Linked DNA regions of Drosophila melanogaster: region 1 is linked to region 2. A link is a contact called in public Hi-C data. All regions are on one chromosome and are shown on one strand. Each heading gives the region's core, a stretch centred on a gene start, on an enhancer-like site or on the middle of the called end of the contact. The rest is flanking DNA. Distances are from core to core; before and after follow the strand shown. Region 1 overlaps sif (still life). Region 2 overlaps Dnah3 (dynein, axonemal, heavy chain 3).

The links. A called contact is a pair of places that touch in the nucleus more often than the background predicts.
Region 1: a Hi-C map of the Kc167 cell line shows a contact between it and region 2, with 1.5 times the contacts expected there. The contact joins two enhancer-like sites. A contact is called at or near these places in 3 of 107 Hi-C or Micro-C datasets (the Kc167 cell line and wing imaginal disc).

The regions. Positions count from the first base shown.
Region 1 is chr3L:5,694,484-5,700,100 of dm6, reverse strand. All of the region lies in intron 14 of sif (still life), which reads right to left. All of the region lies in intron 15 of CG46320, which reads right to left. Among named protein-coding and RNA genes, the nearest start is that of CG44521, 16 kb to the left of the region's middle. Within about 2 kb of position 1,845, at least 8 of the 39 cell types and tissues checked have an H3K27ac peak or open chromatin away from gene starts, as enhancers often do. A contact at or near this core is called in the Kc167 cell line, where this site is marked.
Region 2 is chr3L:4,867,211-4,873,029 of dm6, reverse strand. Dnah3 (dynein, axonemal, heavy chain 3) reads right to left here. Exons shown (of 52, transcript NM_139680.3): 13 at 5,647-5,819; 14 at 4,369-4,559; 15 at 3,957-4,141; 16 at 2,769-2,886; 17 at 2,553-2,700; 18 at 2,250-2,407; 19 at 1,869-1,935; 20 at 29-919. Among named protein-coding and RNA genes, the nearest start is that of Dnah3, 8.9 kb to the right of the region's middle. Within about 2 kb of position 1,504, at least 8 of the 39 cell types and tissues checked have an H3K27ac peak or open chromatin away from gene starts, as enhancers often do. A contact at or near this core is called in the Kc167 cell line, where this site is marked.

The DNA.
Region 1 (5,617 bases), core at 596-3,095, 830 kb before region 2:
TCATTTGAATATGTGTATTCTCGGTATCTTTGTGCAGATTCAAGCATTGCACGTGAAACCCTTGACCAATGTATCTATTTGCTTGTTAAGTTAACCAAACGTTGCTACAAGGATGCAAAGTGAACACACACACACACACACAGTGAACATGCGTGCGTGTTTCCAATAAATTCTGAAGTTGTTACTCACATTTAGAATCTATACTATACTATCACTGCACGGCATTCTTTATCTACCTATTTTTAGATACTTTCCTGCATATTCCCATTTCCCATCCGGTGCCACGCCCACTCACACCGTAGTTTTATCTCCCTCTCAATTTTCCATCAGCTTTTTCGGACAAATGGCCTTTTATCACTTTGAAGCCGTTTGATTCATGCGTATTGCAATCAATGCCATTCATTACCGAAAAACTAAATACAAGTACCAGTTTTTCCCACCCCACAATTCCCATTTACACCTCCCGCTACCGCTCCGCCCCCCCAAAAACGAATGCTATTTGTTCGTGTGTTAAGAGCTTTTCTCAAATGCTGTTGTCTCGAGGGGGGGGGGGGGGTGGTGGTTGGGTGGCTAATGCTCTAATTTATTGCTCCTTTGTGGAGCCAGAAAAGGAGCCCAGTAGCAGCTCGAGCGTGAAAAGGATGCTTTGGCTTTGATCAACGTTTTGTTAGGCAGCCCAAAATGAATTTGTACCAGACCAGACAATACACTTAACTGAAGGAATTCGCGGTGGGATGAGCGTGAGTACTAGTATGAGTTCGTGGCTAAATTGGTCCCTGCTCTTTCTGTCAAGGCGACATTTTCTCACGCGATTTTCATTCATTTCCACGGGAGCAAAAGTTCAAAGCAGGTCTCACAAATGTATCCAACGAAAGCGATTGGCATAAGGCGTTGCGAAGTTTAGAAGTAAGACTTTCAAAATGAGTATCCTGGATTAGAGGACATGTTGTCATTTCATTTAGCATAATTAAATATGAACTAATAAGTAAAGATCTGTAACCCCTAGATCATTCATTAAAAGATTAGAAATCCTTAAAAAAATAAAATGAATCCTCTAGAGGATCAGCTCCTCCTACCTTGCGAAGGAACATTTCGTTGCACTGCTTGGCGGTGCTGCGCCAATGGCGATGGCGATAGCGGGAGTTGCCCAGTTTCAGGGTGCCCTGGAGATCGGCAGCCTCCTCAACAACGCGCCGGATGCACTGGTAACGCAGGCGGTTGCATCTGTGGATCGGCTGCATGGGCACCACACCGTGCTCCGGCTCCGATTCCGCACCAGAGCGCACCTGATCCTCGTCGTCGTCCACCCAGGCGCTCAACACGCCCTCCACGAAGTTGTACAGCATCTGGATGTTGGCCTTCATGGGCGCCGAACCGGAGGGCACTTGGGCCTCCGTCTTGATGAGCTTCCGGTTTTGGCACACCTCCCGCAGAAGATTCTCGCCAAAGTGCACGGTTTTGTGACGCCGTCGACGGGAATTCAGTGAGGCAGCCGAGGCGGATTTCATCAGCTTGCCATTGGAGTGGTGCACATAGGCGGGCAGTGGTTGCACTAGCGTGGTTGTTGGCTCCAGCCAAGCGAGGCCCGATCCCGGTCCTCCTAATCCACCATGTCCAGCACCTCCGACTCCTGCACCCATTCCTGCGGAACTGGCGGAGTCTCCTCTCTGGAGGGTGTTTGGTTGTGAATTGCTGCGATAGTGATGGTGCGGATGTGGATGCGGTGGCGAGGGCAGTGGCTGCATCTCCAGGTCGTCCAGTGGCGCCGGCTCAATGTCATCCAATGTGGTGGGCGGCTGGGACAGCTGGGTGCGCAGGCGATTGAAGTCGGCGGCACAGCGAGGCAGTGAGTTGCACTTGGCGGCATTGAGGCATTTGCGATTCCGGCAGCTGAGCAGCGGGGCACAGGATCGACAATCGTGGCAGATGACCAGACGGCGTTCGCTCGTCGCTCCAGCTCCTGCTCCGGTTGCTCCCACTCCCATAGTTCCACCTCCTGTTGGCGGCGGAGGCGTTGCCGTTGTGGATGGTGTCGTCGGCACATCGGAGCCCATGGCTCCAACCAGATGAGCTGGAACTGCATGCAGTTGCACCTGCGCCAGTTGCTGATGCCTGGCCAGATTTACCGAACTCACCGACGACGTGATGCACTGCCTCGCCTGGCACTCCTGGTACCGGCAGTGCGGATCCGTACAGATGGGCAGTAGTGGACAATCGGGATCCGTACAGGGTCCCGGGGATGGTGAACGAGGAGCCCTCTCCGCACTCGAAGACTTACGCTTGTGGCCACCGGAACGCTGGGCGGACATATCGGAGACCGTGGCGGACCTTTGGGTCTGATGGCGACGGGAACGCTCCTTCCGACCACTAGACTCCTTGGTTTTCGGTACATATTGATAGCGTTCTTTGTGCGGCTTGGCATACAGTCGTTCCAGATGGGCGGTGTTTGATGTGGATGCCGCTCCTGCCCCACCACTCCCCACCACTTCGCTGGCCGAGTGCCGCAGTCTTCTCTCCCGTGAACGCTCCTCCCTCCGCTGGCATAGGGGAGTGTGTGAAAGGGCACTGGGCACCGCATAGCCACTGGGAATGCTCATTCTCTCCGGTGGTTGAGCTGGAGGAGGTTGCTTTCCGAGGGATTGCAGCTTGTGGAGAGGATAGGCTATCCAATCGGCAGTGAGCTGTTGCTGTTCCTCTTCGCTGACTGCTCCACTGTGTCCCAGGGAGTGTCTCTTCCGATGGCTGGTCTTCGACTGATCTTGGGCATCTTCCTGGGAATTGGAACGGGGCTGGGCATCGCCACCACTGCCATTCCGGCGATGATGCGACCGACGGGACTTGCCCCTATCCGTTCCACTGCTGCTCTGCATCTTGGTGAGCCACTCCACAATATCAGTTTTCAGCAGCGAGAACTCACAGGGTCCGGAACCTTGTCGGGACAGCGGTTTCTTGAGAAGATCCGCCAAGGCCTTGGCATACGCAGAACCCACAGCCTTGTCCGCATCCGAAGGCAATCGATCGCGTTCTCGCTCCTTCTTACGCGGCAGATGATCGAGCAGCCAGTCGGGCAGTTCGTCCTTTAGGACTGTGATCTCACTGGGACCCGAGGAGGTGCGCACTGGCTGGATGGGACTGGCAGTTTTTTGGAGCTTCAGCCACTCCATAGTCTCCTCCCGCACCTGGCCACCTTCAGCGGATCGGGCGGAGTGACGCTGTTGAGCCCGGCGATCGAACCACTCCAGTTGCTCGGGCGGTTGGCGCAGGGCACTCTTTGGCATGGTGGCCACTTCCTCGGCACTTTTCTGCCGTCTCGGTGGCAACTGAGGTCTCTGCTCAATTCGCACGTGTGCGTGACCCGTGGGTTCCGTTAGCCTCACCGATCCCTTCCGCCTGATGCATTTCTGTTCCATTGTCTCCTCATCGCGAGCTCTCACCCGTCGAGTGATTTCGAAGATGTCGCCGTTGATCTGGTGATAGAACTTCTCCACTTCGACACCCCGATCGAATTCCTCCTTCGCCGTGGGCTTGGCATGTGACCGCGAGGGTGGGCGTGGCGGTGGCGGCAGCTGGTTGCCCTCGTCCAGTTTCTTCTTCTTGTCATCACTTTCGTCGGAGGAGGCATTGAGCAGGGCACCAGAGCCCGCCCCACCACCATCCACCACCCAGCTTATCGAGCGCTCACCACTGGTTGCTGTACCAATTCCGTCTCCCTTTTGCAGCAATCTGTCCAGGCTGCCATGATGGGTCTTAAGTGTGGTGGCTCCCAGGCTGCCTTTGGTCTCACCCAGCGATTGCAGCCGGCACTGGGCATTGCAGATGCAAACGCCTGGACGCTTTTTGCTGCCAAAGCGAAAGAGTTGGCTGGCCAACTGGGAGACATTCTCGCCGAGGCCGAGGCCCAAGCCACCGCCACCACCGGAACCACCACCTCCGCCAGCGGCGGCTCCACCCGCATCCCTTCCCGAGGCCGTTGTTGCCGATGTCAGGCGTCCTCCTGGATGCGCCACTGGTGTGATGTCGACGATCACGCAACAGCAGTGCAGCGAGAAGGTCTTCTTGGGATCGCCGTCGCTGCTGCAGTCCGCCCCGCCAGCACTTCCGTTTCCGCTTCCGCTTCCGCCTCCGGTTCCGTTTCCGGTTCCTCCTGCAGCACCGCCACCTCCACCACCACCGCCGCCACCTCCTCCGCCGCCTCCCGGACCCGCTGGATCGCCTGCAGCCGCAACACCAACACTAACACCACCACTAAGAGATGGCGGTGCACCACCGATCGCACCACTATTGCCGCTGTGATCGCCGCTGTGATCGCCGCGCTCGCTGTTGTTGTTGCCTTGTTGGGCGGCCAGAATGAATCTGAATCACAGCGGCAGCAACGGGGGCGAGGTCCTTTTCGTCCTTGACGATGCCGATGTCCTGTCCTCAGTATCCCGTACATCCGGCGCTAGTCCGCCATTTGTGTGTGTGTGCACTTTTGCACTTGCCACTTTTTCACTTTCCACTGGCCTCAACTATTTAGTGCTGATTATTATTCATTTGATTAATTAAACTAAAATCTCATTTTGCGGCACAGTCATTTATTACATCGGCAGCAGGGGTTGTTTTTCGTTTTCGTTTTCGGTTTTGCTGTTGTTGGCTCTGTTGCTTTGCCAATTTATCTCACACGCGTCGCACACATTTATCTATAATTAATTATTTTTACTTGTTGCCAGCAAAGCGAGTGGCAAAAAAGAAATCACTTGGCTTGTGTCAGTGTGTGTATGTGCTGTTCATGTACATATTTATTCAAGGATTTATTTAATTATATTTGTTTTGCTCTATAAATCACAAAGTACCCGAAGTTTTTGTTGTTCGTTCGGGGTTTTGTGAATGAGTTTTATTATTCTGCAGTGACCGAATTTAATTTGTATTTAGCTTAAAGTGTTGTGGTTTTATTTATAGTCTACAGTCGACTACAGCAAAATCTTTAAAGTTTGTGCTGCTATTTATTTAAAATGGCTGTCTCACCATTAGCAAAACTAATCTGTTGAATTTCAATGCAATTGAAATAGCTTTTGAATTGATTATTAATTAAGCATTACTGCAAAGTTTAAAGTGGACAGAGGGAGCGCCAATAATACACCAAAAATTAATTTATGTCGAAAATGCAAAAAGGATTTACTGAATTCGAAAACAATTCTAAAGCCTTCGTATTTAAGTTGCCTGACAGATACCGTATATTTAACAGGATTACCCAGGGAGAGTGAGATCTTTTTTTAGACTTTCTCATACTTTACAAAAACGTGCTGCATACGAAAATAATTCCCGACAAATACACCCATACACATACAATACACATATATGTATGTATTTCCTAGGCGTAGGCGCTTTAATTAGCATATATAAAGGCTAAAAAAAAAACAATGTTGCATGCGGCCCGCTTTTTTACTTTAGGCCAAATTCTCGGAGCTTTTCTTCGGTGTTATTTTAAAGTTGCTCTGCGAGAAAGTTTTTGCAACTCGTGCGCAAATATTTTGTTTGTTATATTGCTAGCATAAATTTGTTGGCTATCTGCACAGACACGCTGTGGAAGTGGGGGGCATACATACATACATATATATTTATAAGCGCATACATAAAT
Region 2 (5,819 bases), core at 255-2,754:
ACAGTATAAAAATCTGCGCCAAACTCACCCCTTCGAAACACTTCCTCAAATGGGGCTGCACACGCATGGGATCCTTGGTCTCGGAAAGAATCTCCAATAACTCGTCGTTGGACAAAAAGAAGAAGCGAGCGAAGAAAAGGCGCTTCTGCTCCAGATATGTGTTCAAGCCCTTTGTGACCGTTTCCAAGTCCTCGATGGCCTTCGTGAAGACTTCAAGCATTTCAGGATACTCGGTGGCAGCCATCACATGTCGATCCTTGAGCGTGTGCTTCATAATCTTGCGCCACAGCTTATCCACCGCCTTAAAGTTCCGCCCCTCCAAGGGCATTTGTCGCATGATGTCCTCGCTGCTGAAGATCGGCTCCAGGTACATCCAGGTGATCTGGACCTGTGTCCAAGCATCGATGATATTTTGAATGAGGAGCAGACGGGCTTCCCAGTCGTCCGCCTTGGAGCCCAAGGCTGTGATGAATGGGGAGCGTTTCATGGCCTGGGTTCGCATTATATGATCATCCAGCAGCGTTTGAATATCATCCAGGCTGGCCAGGATGTGCGTGTCCGAGTCGCGATACTGCAGCACCTCGAACATTACGTCCCTCCAGTCCGCCTGCATGATCCTCAGTCCATTGTTCAGGTCGTACTCCTTGCCCGCAGCATTAGCGATCTCTTCCAGCTGCGGCAGAATGCTCATGATATCCACATCAATCATGTCCTTCAGGGTGGGGAACAATTTCGGATTGACTTTGCGACCGAGTATCTTTGAGATCTGATCCCAATGCCGCTTCTCCAATCCATGACGGCAAATCGAGTCCAGGACGGGCAGATACACGCGGAACTTCTCGATCTTCATGCGCATCTGCTCGGCAGCTCGTTTGGCCACTGGATTGTAGGCCAACTGACGGGACAGCTTGTACATTATCTGGCGAAAATATCAGAGTTAGAGGGCGAACAGGTAAGAGTGGTTTCTTGAGCCACTCAAGATATTATAAGAAATTAAATTAGCCAGGTCGACCTGGTCAGGAACCGTATCTAAACGAATTGACTAATTATATGATTTAATTAGAAACTAATGAGGATGGTACTATAATTTTCTGAGGAGTTGACTGGTATGCATCTATATTATGGAATACTTTTTCAAAAAAATATTTAAAAAAAGATCGATATGGTATATATTAATCAATTACCCCTTAAGGTGCAAGGTTGCGCAGCTGTGAAGCTGAAAATAATTCGATTTCGCAAGGGTATTCAAGCTTTCGCCTGAGAACTGTTTTCTTCATTTTTTTGGGCTCCCACTTTGCCGCTTCAGCTGTGCCGAAAAATTCAATTCAACTGACTTTCCTTTTGCGCCTTTGTGCAGCTTTTTTTTTTGCGTGACTCCGAAAGGCTTCCCAGCTGACCCCGATGGGGGTCACATCCCCAAAATCCAGGGGATCCCCTTCCTTCAGCTACTCATCTTATGGCAGCCGCCAAATATGTTGGGTATTTTTTCCATGCATACTTTTCGGCTGCCAAGTGGAACTTTCTTTTTACAGCCAGTTTTCAGTTGGTCGTCGGTCGGGTTTGTCGGGTTTGTCCCTTGCTAACTGGATGGATGGCTACTATTGCTGCCTTAGGTGGTCTGAGGTTTTTAGTTGCATTTTAGTTGCTACATTGGCTTACAGACGGACATACGGGAGATAGGGGAAACACATAGGGGAGCCACAGGACGAAGGACGTAGGAGCCCATGCATGGGCAGTTGAGCAGGAGAAATCCGACAACAGCTCAAACTTTGTCGGTCCTTGCTCGTTTTTATTTCCGCCAGCTACTGAAGCCAGCGGAGCTACTGAAGCCCCCTAGAATGACAACTTCCGACTTTGCAACTACTTACCTTGTGCATATTCTCCACTTGCTCCCGCACGCCATCCGCATTAAGGCATTCGAAGCGCTCGAACATCCTGAAAGCAGCAGAAGAGATGTAAATAGAAGTACACAAAAAAAAGGACGAAATAAAGGAGCAGGGGCCGGAGCTGCAGTGGTGTCCTCATCATAAGCGCCAGCTTTCTGCTGGAATTCGCCCCCGGGTTGTGGGAATTGAGAGAGGGCCACTACGATTGGTATTGGGATTTGCGTGCAGCAATGTCAATGGAAATGACTGCCGGACTGGGGCCATTTCATTTCGGAATATTACGGAGCCCCGGGAAGTGTCACACTTCCCCCTCCGGCTGACAGAACTATAATTGCAATGGGCTTAAATGTTGCCGCTGCTTACCAAATGAGATAATCCTTTTCGAACTCGTACGAGGTCTTCCACAACTTCTCGATAGGCTCCATTTTCTCGATGATCTCGGCAAGAAGTGGAAAGGCGGAAACATCGATTTGGAGTAGAGTCTCCTCTGTGTTGATGGCCTTGGCCTCACGACTGAGATTCTGTAGGGAACATATGAATAATAATAATAATAATGAAGATTTTTAAATATGCTTGAATACTTGTATATGTCACTCCCAAACTAAGCCCCAACTAATCAACTCCAATCTTCCAAAAGAATACCAGCAAAGTATAGCTAATCCTTACCTCAATGGTGGTGAAGAGCAAATCGACCGTATCCACCCGCTCCTTGAGCTCCTCCAGCGTGAGCACATCCCGGATTTCCCGAATACGAAAGCCGTCCATCGTGCGCTTCTCCTGGGCCAGCAGCTTCTCGAACTCCATGCGCCGCTCCCTGCGGAATGTGTCGGCTTAGTATCTGGGATCTGTTCGGGATCAGAGTCTAATCGGTACTTCACTCACCGCAAGGCCAGCTCCAGATTATCACGCACCACCGCCAGGCGGGCGGCGCTCAGATCCAGGACCTCCTCCAGTTCGCCCGGCAGGATGAATGTGCGCGAGTTCAGATGAAGTTCGTCGCCTGCGGATGGGAGTGAGACCAAGACCAGACTGGATGACATGGCTCTCGATTGTACTCGCTGCTAATTAACTGCGCTTAACTCTTAATTAATTGGCTGCGCGAGACTTTCTTTTTCGGGGGATAAAATAATTAGTTATTCGAGTAGGTACGAGTATATTTGGCTGTGACAAGCTGTATCCGTGAGTATTCGGTGTGACAAAGCCACACACTCGGACGGACGGACGGGCGGCCAGATAGACAGGCAAACAGACAAACAGACAGGCAGTTGGAGCCGCAAATTCAGAGGGACTCAAGTACACATTGTAGCTATCCGAAAGATACACACGACACTTGACGATAACTGGCAATTGTCTGCGAGGATTTCTGTGGGTGTGAGCCCGTCTGCATTTGCTGGTTGTCAAAGCAACTTTCACACATTCATGAATTTGTTAAGCTCATTAAGTTGCATTTTCGGGGTTTTAGCGGAGCTCAATGTTTGGTGTCTCACCGCAAGTAATTATAAAACCAATTAGTAGACTCAGCTTGTTAGTTGAGGTTAATTATGTTAAGCGAAGCTGCACTTCCTGCCTTTCCTATGAGCCCATTTCCCTTCCGCATCACCTCTCTACCCAAAAGCCAAACACAGGGCAAAGCAAACACACTATCTACACTGCGGGATAATCTGGAATTATGATAATAATCTCTGTGACAGAAGTTAAAGGTTATAAGGTAGAAGATATCAGCTAAAGAAGTATAGAAAATATTCAAGTTCTGTATTCTATGTAAACTCGCCTTAAGACCTATTATTATTCTAGTTTATAAGGAATATTCCTAAGTTTAGAGGTTTCTGTAAAGGGTATGCAGTAACAAACATTTCTAACTTAATTAGCTCTGTTGTGTAATTTTATACATCTTTGTGGTTCAATTTAAAGCCCTAGAGATTGTATATCGTATTTTTCCCCAGTGTCTAGATTTTGGCCGGGATGCCAAGGGAAAGAGCTCGGCTGGCCAGCTGCAGCTGCACAAACAGCGGAAGGGAGAAAGCGGGAAGGCGAGAAGGAGGTCCTGACCAAACCAATTGCATCACTCACTGGACAGGTAGGTGTGTGTCAGCAGGAAGACGACGCGCTTCAACACGTTCTTGATTTCATCCTTGATGGCAAATATGCGCATCTCCCGGCAGTCGTTGATGTAGTTCTGCAGGGCCACCACCTCGGGCGTCTCCTCCGGCCGCTCGCCGGCCTTCATCGACATCTCCTCCAGCTCCTCACAGATGCTGAAGTGGCAGAAAAGAGTCGGGTAAAAAATCAGGTAGCGTGCATGCACACATATATGTATGTATAGAGCAAAGTTATCTATTAAGTGGCATTGGGGGGCAGTCAGCATAAAAGTTAAGTGAAAGAGCACTCGCACTTCATTTAGCTGATGCTGATGCAATCTGTTCTCGCCGCTTGGTTACTTGGCTACTCGGACACTCGGACACTTGGCTACTTGGCTACTTACGCTCGATTCTCGTTCCAATTGAGGGCTTTGTAAAAATCAATTATGAAATCGTAGATTTCGCGCACATACATCCGCAGCGATAGCTTCACGTGCCGATTATCCAGCATGAACAGGTTGAGCGGAATGAAATCGCGCAGATAATAGGTCGTATCGCTCACGGCCTGCAATTTTTTCAACAGCTCCTGGACAGCCTAAAGGACATGGGCGGCACATCCAAAGGGGGAGGATGTAAATAGGGATATGTTAATAAAACCTTTAAAATTCTATAGCTGCATGGCAATGTTACTTTGATTAAATGAACTCATTTGATATGCTCCCTATACATATTTAAATTTTTGAAATACCATTACAACATATATTACAATTTCATGTATGCAATTCAATTTTAGCTCTGTAATTAAACTCAGTCAATATTTGTCAACTAATTACATTTACAATAGTCAATTAAATTAAATAAACTATTTGGACAATACGAAAGCATATTAATGCCCATATACTTCTTTGCCGTTGAAAACTTTATGCCGCACTTTAAAGTCCTAATAGAGTTAGTGCCCTGCGGATGCATCAAGCGATTGAACCCCCTTTTCAATCACACGACTCCACCAATGATCCACCAATGGGTGCATCGATGGTGGTGCAGACCGAGACGCACTCGCATTTCATGCATCGACTGGCAGCAGGCAGCAGGCGGCATACACGCAGTCGGAAGTAATTTTTATTTTATATAAATTGAGCAAAAAACCAAGCCGAACCAAACGAATCGAGAGGAGAGGAAATTGCTGGTCGTTTCATAAAACTTAATGAATGCGAACTGCAATTGCAGTTGGGCCAGACTGGGGGAAGTAAATTGAGCGTATGATATACGTTTGGCAATTCACGGGACTGTCTAAGTATAACAGCATGCCCAACTTTGTAAAATCAACAGGCTGTGCGAAGCCAAACAGTGACTAATTAAACATTGCACACAGCTAACAAAATGCCAGAAATTAACGAAAGGCAGAGGAGCACGGTTCGGCAGGCGCTATAATCCGGATTCCCGTCGAGGTGGAACTTGTCAAATTACACAAACTGCCAGCCATTTTCCAACTCCCAACTCCCGTCGACTGCTACTTGTCTGTCTGTCAGCAGTCTATTAATATTCCATAATGAAATTTTATGTTAATTCTACGCATCATTGCGTGTAATCAAATCGAAATAAATAATTAAATCCATTTCAAGACGGGCCTGGGGCTCACAAAGCGCTGATTGCCACCAGGACGGATGGACGGATGGACTCACCCCAAGTTCCGGCAGGTTATTCTCGGTCCAGACCTTCTGCACCATGGGCAATATTAACTTTTGGAAGAGTCCAAAGTAATACTTGTAGACGGGCTTCAGGTAAACGTGCACTCCCTGCCAGTTGACTTTGACAATCTGCTCGACTTTCTCGCAGAGTTCCAGAAAGTCCACGT